Regions from separate parts of the Gasterosteus aculeatus genome. Here region 1 is linked to region 2. A link is a contact called in public Hi-C data. All regions are on one chromosome and are shown on one strand. Each heading gives the region's core, a stretch centred on a gene start, on an enhancer-like site or on the middle of the called end of the contact. The rest is flanking DNA. Distances are from core to core; before and after follow the strand shown.

The links. Hi-C and Micro-C count contacts between places; a contact is called where the count stands out from the background.
Region 1: a Hi-C map of skeletal muscle shows a contact between it and region 2, with 3 times the contacts expected there. The contact joins the promoter of cdh15 here to the promoter of cklf in region 2. A contact is called at or near these places in 2 of 6 Hi-C or Micro-C datasets (both in skeletal muscle).

The regions. Positions count from the first base shown.
Region 1 is chr12:9,956,434-9,960,161 of fGasAcu3.hap1.1, forward strand. It overlaps cdh15 (cadherin 15, type 1, M-cadherin (myotubule)), which reads left to right and starts at 1,927. Exons shown (of 15, transcript XM_078085119.1): 1 at 1,927-2,543; 2 at 2,927-3,179. The coding sequence starts at 3,129.
Region 2 is chr12:9,802,051-9,805,425 of fGasAcu3.hap1.1, forward strand. It overlaps cklf (chemokine like factor), which reads right to left and starts at 1,322. Exons shown (of 4, transcript XM_040160556.2): 1 at 610-1,322; 2 at 20-175. The coding sequence starts at 669. It overlaps galns (galactosamine (N-acetyl)-6-sulfatase), which reads right to left. Exons shown (of 14, transcript XM_040160469.2): 13 at 3,026-3,143; 14 at 905-1,322. The coding sequence ends at 1,236.

The DNA of each region.
Region 1 (3,728 bases), core at 677-3,176, 150 kb after region 2:
TTTGTTGGGACTGGAACTGACTTCCTTTCCAGGTGGCAAGAAAGCAAACCCAACTGTAACAAGAACTCGGTGTCTTGGAAAAGTGTTTTTCCATTTATTTCTAAATTTAGTTCTATAAGAAGAACACGACTTTTCAACCCAAGATATGGTAGAATTACCCACAAGGTGAAGCAACCTTAAGGAGATGTGTACTGCAAAATGTTTGCCACATTAAGCCGCTGTTAAAATAATCATCAATAATATTTAGGTATTAAAGCAGATTAGCTCCACACAATGTCTAAAAATAGTCAAATTCGAAATGGTTCCCTCTACCTGTAATTGGTTCCAGTGATTTAGTGTGAAAACCAAGTACAGGTTTCCTCTGCCCCCCTGGAACATTGTTAATTCTCTTACTCTCTCCCTGCTGAGCCCGACAGCGAGCTCGGGTTCCCTATTTCCGAACCAGTGGGGATTCGAGCCACCTGTTTGTTCAGAGTGATATTGTGTCTGGTGATCCAACGAGGGCTTGAAGAGCCCCGCAGGTCTTCTCCACTATTATCGCCTCAGTGGGACCCTGAGCCAACAGGCCTTTGAAACTTGTGAAGTAATTTCGTCTCTGGTCGGCTGGTTCTGATCGTCCTCTGTAATTGACAATATGGTGAAGTTCATGCGTTCACATTTTGAATGTCGTCTTCCTTTGCGTGTAACGAACAGGGACTTTTCTCATAAGTTCATGAGTAGTTTGAAACACCCATCAATATGCAGTCATATTGCCCGAACCATTAAATACTTTGAATTGTTGACTATCATGGCGGAGAACTCTCTCACTAACTTGATTAGGTCTTTTCTTCATGACTTGAACTGCAGTGTCATTAAATGAGCCAGTTGCATTATGGGAAAGCAAATACACCTAAACATCTAGACGACCTAGAGTTCCAGGCATTGTAGAATACCAATCTAACAAGACAACACAAAAAAATATTAAAACTAAGATAAGTAAATTAACAGAAGCAGAAGAAAAATGTACTTTGAGTATGAAAAGTAAATGTATGCATAACTCCAAGTTGTAACAAGTCATTGTTTATGTGTTTTATTTTAATACGCTACCATGTTATGCCTCTAAAATCTTAAACTGACATTTCATCTCAATCTCCTCTTCTGCTGTTTAGCTGCAGAGTGCTTCAGCTACCACATATCGTGTCCCATTACCTACGGACACTGAATAATAATGCAGAACCTGTTTGTATTAAATAAGTACAAGGGCCTCCAAAATGTGCTTAGGTGCAGTACTTGAGTGACATTCCACCACTGAAGCCGTGTTTACATGTACAACTTGTTCTGCTGCTCCCAAGTGGATGAAAAGCAATTAACTTGTATTTGATTCAAGTATGAAGCGATGGAAAGCTCAGAATATCAGACTCTCGTCTATTTGATGAGCGGATCTTTTTGAGTTGGTGTGAGTTGTTGTTTCTGCCAGCAGTGGGCAGCAGAGAGCTGCGTGTGTCTCTGTCTCTGCACACTGACTATTGTTTAAGGATTATCACTAGTTTTATTCATAATACACATACACATGAATCCATTTTATAGAAAGACTCACCTATGGGCATGTTACACCCTTTTCTGCACTGCATGTGAGCCTGCCGTGTGTGTGTGTGTGTGTGTGTGTGTGTGTGTGTGTGTGTGTGTGTGTGTGGTGATGGAAGAGAAACATCAGGGCCTTTCCTGCCAACTGGCTCTGCCTCAAATGACAGAGACAGGTGCTGTAAAATCATCCCTTTATACCAGAACACACACACTCATGGCGACGCATGCCGACACCCACTCAGCACAGTCAGCACAGTCAGCACGCCAATGCACCGCGTGATTTCCCCGCTCTACTTTGTAACGTGAGCGTTTCTAGACCGTACCTTGTGCATTCATAGCTCACAGTGTTTTGTATGTGTGGTTGATTCCTCGTTTGTTCCTAATTCCTAATGTCGGTCCTCGCCATCTGTGCGACAAGCAGAGGAGCGTTGCCGCGGTGAGACGGTCGCCAGTGTGGTTCAAAATTGTTTACTCGGTATCGACCTTTGACCTCAGGGGAAGACTTGCTGATGGGGCGTCAAAAGTAGCGCTTCGGAGATCCGACCGTCTCGTGATGCCAAACGCACCTTTCGTGCAGCTTGCTTTCCCACCTGTAAAGTAAAGCAACTGTCTCACTGTAGACACACCTCCCTGTAGTTACTACGGCGGAGTTCCACCAAAACTCCACATCCACTTTCATCTCTGCTTCGACATCACCCGTTGAGCACCATAGATCTCCATCGTCTGCTTTGACGCGAGGGTTCAAAATAGCAGGAGATCAAAGAGTTCTGGCTGAATGTTCTGAATGCGTGAGGGGACCCGACGGCGAGGTCACGACTTCCCCGCAAGAAGGATTGAAGAAGAAAGCAAGCGATGAACTTAAGGCTTTAAGCGAGATGTTGTGGAGTGCGGTGGGGGTTGTAAACAAAATGTTTCAATCGTTTCAGCAGCGATCAATGAGTCGAGAAACAGATACTTTTTAAATCCATTCATTGTTTGAAGTGAGTACAAAAAATACACATACAACGTATTTTGTTTTCAGCTTTTGTTTCTTCCCATTTTGGCTTTTCTTGATCATTGTGAGCCTGTTTCTGATTATATAACTTCTACCTTGTATGTGTTTGTATTTTATAAATTCTCTTTGCTTTCTTTCTTTTAACCTTTCTGTAAAGCACAATTGTTTTGTGAAGTGTTTTAAATGTTGTAGACAGTGTTTCTGTCTACGCCATTTAAAACACTAACAGCTGCCCTGCTTCTCTCTTCATCCCCCCCCCCTCTCTCCCCCTCTTTCTCTCAACGGCCCGTGAGTGACAGCACATGTGCTGGGGTACACGGGAGGGCTAACGCTTAAAATTCTAACCCTCTTACCCCACGGCTGTGACAGGGAGGAGCTGTGAGAGAGCAGAGGGCGAGCGAGGCAGCGAGAGGATCGAGAGAAGGAAAGACGGGGGAAGGTCTCAGGGTTTGGAGGGTTTGGCCTTTTTTTCGCCCAGTAGAGCCGCCCCGGAGCCCGGTGCGCAGTGGAGGAGCCCCCCGATCGCTCTGTGGTCAGAGGTGTGTTCCCACTGAGCTTCTGAGTGCGGAGGATGGCGGGACGCGTGCTGCTGGCGTGCGCGATGGCTGCTCTGCTTTGTCAGGTAACAACCATCTCTTCAATGAGGCTTTTGACTGAAACAAACTAAATGTGTTGATTTTGTGTGTTTTCTGTGTTTACCTCACAATCTTGTATTCGGTTCGATTTAGTTTAACCTTTGACCCGAGAGTAGAAGTTAGAGCACAGGTGCACCGTCGACTTTGTGAACGCTACGGAAATGGCCACAAGTGATGAAACATTGCCTACGCTGCTATAAAGGACTGCACTTGAGTGTCATGTTGGTTGGAGAATAACTTATAGCTGCTCCTTTCAACAAAACATCAACTGATGTTCAGCAGTAGAGGCACGAAACTGGCGTTGCAATCGGAGTCTGCGGATGATCTAAACATTTCCTCCTGGTAGGAACGAGGGTGATGAAGTGTTTAGATGAGGACTAGACTCCAGATGTGTACACAGGACTCAGGGCATCGTTAGTGGCCGCTGTCAGCGGATGGCGATATGAGATCTGAAATGGACGACAATGTAAACTGACACACCATCTACAGCACTTCCAACCACCCTCGGTCTTCTCTCTGTTTGGAGAAGTAATGGA
Region 2 (3,375 bases), core at 72-2,571:
GTTTTAAGATGTCACCCACGATGAGAGGCCAGAAGAAGAAGGTCAGCCTTTTGTTGAGTTTGAACATGTACAGCAACAACAGCAATGAAGTGATCACAAACTCCAAAACTGTGGCTGTAATGAACTTTGGTCTGGATGCTGCTGCGAAACACACAAAGGCCACGAGCAGAGTCCCCTGAGGACACACAAAATGAATATATACAGATATCTATATATTCTAAAGCCGTATGCATTTAAATATTAAAAATATTAAAAATCTGTGACATCATGAAACCTGCAGGCCCAGACGAGCACATCAGTTCTTCCGAGTCACTCGTTCCTTCCTCCATGCAAAAGAGGAAGTGAGTCTCATGTTGCTGCACCGCCTTTATTTATCTGCTCGCTCTTTCAACCTTTTAATAAGTCTCTGTATGCAAATATGAGTCACAAATATCAATAAACTAGCCGTTAAATCAACAATGGGATAAGAATGATGTAAGTTCTGACTTTGATATTTCCTCACGTACTGGTTCTCATTCTGATGTGCAGCTTAGCAGCTTAGCTCTTTGACTGCGTCCGCTGGAAACTAAAACCTGTTCAAACGGTGGGAGGTGTGTTAACGCGTCTCACCATCTCTGCTACTTTCAGGATCCCCCTCTTGGATTTGACAAACGCAGTGTCCACCTCCATGCTTGCTATTCGGTCCTCTCACACGAGAGTTCAGATTCAGAGAGGGCGGGAAGCTCACTCTGTTTCCTGAAACAAGCGAGCTCCTTTCAGCTGTCGAAAGCGACTGTGTGCAGGAATCCGCACATCATTTGCACAACAGCAGCTGCTTGGCACACCTACCGAAAAAAAGGCCAAACGAGACCTACATAACTAATAAATATGACACGACGCGCAGGCCAACAATGGTCATGATACATTGTATTAAAATATATTTTTTATTAAAAAATGTGTTGCGATACGGGTGCAAGAAAGATACGAAACTATTCCAGAAGTCCTGTGTGGTGTGATTCACTGCTTGGTCAATAAATACATTTGCCTCATTTCATTTCAATCCCGACTTAAAACCATTCGCTCTTGATGCAGTTTTTTCCCAGAGCAGTTAGAGCTTGTGTGGCCTTTGCTGTTATGCCATCACTATTCCATGTCCTTCTTTTCCAAGTCAAGACATATCCTTTTAAAAAAAACCTTTTTTTTTAACTTTGTTTTTCTATAGAAAGGCACATCTTGAGGTTTCGCTTCCTGATGTCTCAGTGTGGCCAGTCACACTTCCAGGGCTCAGATTTGGGCACTTTGAGACACTTTCCCAACTTCTCACAGCCTGCAGGGGCCCAGTTCTGTAACAGAGAGAGGCCATCGCATAAGAACATAATAACATGATCACATATAGTAATTTACACCTAATAGGTCTTTCCTTCTGACTTTACAATCACACATGCATCCTGTGTCATAAGAGAAAACATGATCCTATCATGTTTACAGTTTTTTTACGATTGAAAATACCCTAAAATCAAAAGTTTTAGACATTTGTCCAAACCGTACACTCAAGGAGCAAAACCTCGGCCCAGACTTGCACCACTGTAAGCACAATGTCAGCCAAAACAATACACAGTGATTTGCAAAACCCTGAACACAGTTCTATACATTACACATAGAAGTGTAGCAAGCTGTCACTTCCTCACACCCATGTGCCAATTGCTTAAACGCAGCCGTCAATTGAGAAGTGGGGGTGAGAGGAGGCCAGATTGAGCTGGACGAAGAGACAACGTGTAGCATTTTCTCTTCTGTATTTTCAGCTTTTTTTAGATTTAGATTTCTTTTTTGTACTGGATACAAATGTATGTTTGTCTAATGCATATAAACAGGAACTCGCTTCTTGTTGTGAATCTCCACGTTGACATCTTGACTAATTTGAGTATATGGAGACAAATATTTTCATCACTCTGCTGCATTGGTCCTGTGTAGTGTCAATAGTGTATACGAGTGTCTTTTTGTAAATCACCGGGTGTATTGTTTTGCAAAAGATGCGAGTAGACATTGTGCTTATTAAGGTGCAAATGTAGGCGATGTTTTGCACTTTCTCCTTGTGCTTCACCTGCACTACTCGCTTTGCTAAAAGTGTTTTCAACAGCAGTGTGTAACTGGTACAAACAGAATGAAGTCATATGCAACGTGTGTTCGTCATATGGTAACAAAATATGGTTTTGATAAATGAATGTATAGTTTTTAAGAGTGTTTCATTTTGCAAAGGATCTAAGGTGTAGAGTTTGTGGGTGTGCTGATTGTATGAAAAACAAAACAAAACCATCAAAATCGTGCTTAAGCAATTGAGAAAAACTCAAATTTAAAGGCGTAACGCGTTGCTACTTCATGTGTTTCCATCACATTTAGCATAATAAATGAATGAAACAATCGGTTCATCACAAAGTAGTGCGATTACAGGCTAGGTTTCAAACTCCACAATTCCTCTTAGAATGAATAAATAAAACACTAAATATTAAACTTGTAACTTTAGGTTCGTTAAATTTGTGGACATTTCTTGGGACAAAATACATTTTAAAGAAAGTCAAAAGATCCCTATCAGCATGACACAGGATAAGACATAAGACAATATATCACAGTACAGCACTCATTGTAATTGGGTTACATTTCTTCACCACTGGGGGGCAGTGCAACGCCACAAATTCATCCACATTGAAGCTCCCAATATGTGGTTTGTCCAGTCGACAATGCCAGTGTTCGATTTGGCTCCTTTAATAATCTTCAATTAGATTTTCTTTTGAGTGGAAGAGAAAATTACCATATTAAGGTGATAACATTTGATTTGTCAAACAAAATTCACATTTTGGATCAAGTCAGTAACAACGATAAACAATAGTTCCAAGAAGATGATTCATATTCTGAAGGCTCAAAGCAGCCTGAACAGAGAGCAAACCAAAAATATATATATTTTCAGAGAATTTAAATGATTCTCTTTTCACATTATTATTTTTTTCAGTTTCTAGAATGAAGTGCATTAAGATGTTTGTGTAAATCTCACCATCACCGCCACGTCACACATGTTGAGCTGAGGAACACCCGGCACCAGAGTCCTCTCATGCTGCTCCACAACCAGAGAGATCCTGCTCAGCACATCTTGGTACTCCTCAGTCAAAACACTGCAAACACACAATGCAAAGACTCTGTTGGGCTACAGCTAACAAGTATAGGTTCAGCATCCATTGTTTGTCAAATTGTGTGGTTTTTGAATCAATACAAATGAAAATAACACACAATCACAATTTTCATCTTCAAAAATCTTGCTTGTCTGGCCAAAAGCAAAATTTTACATTTAAAATGATATAAGACATTTAAGATTCAACTAACAGAAGGATGTTATTCACTTAATTA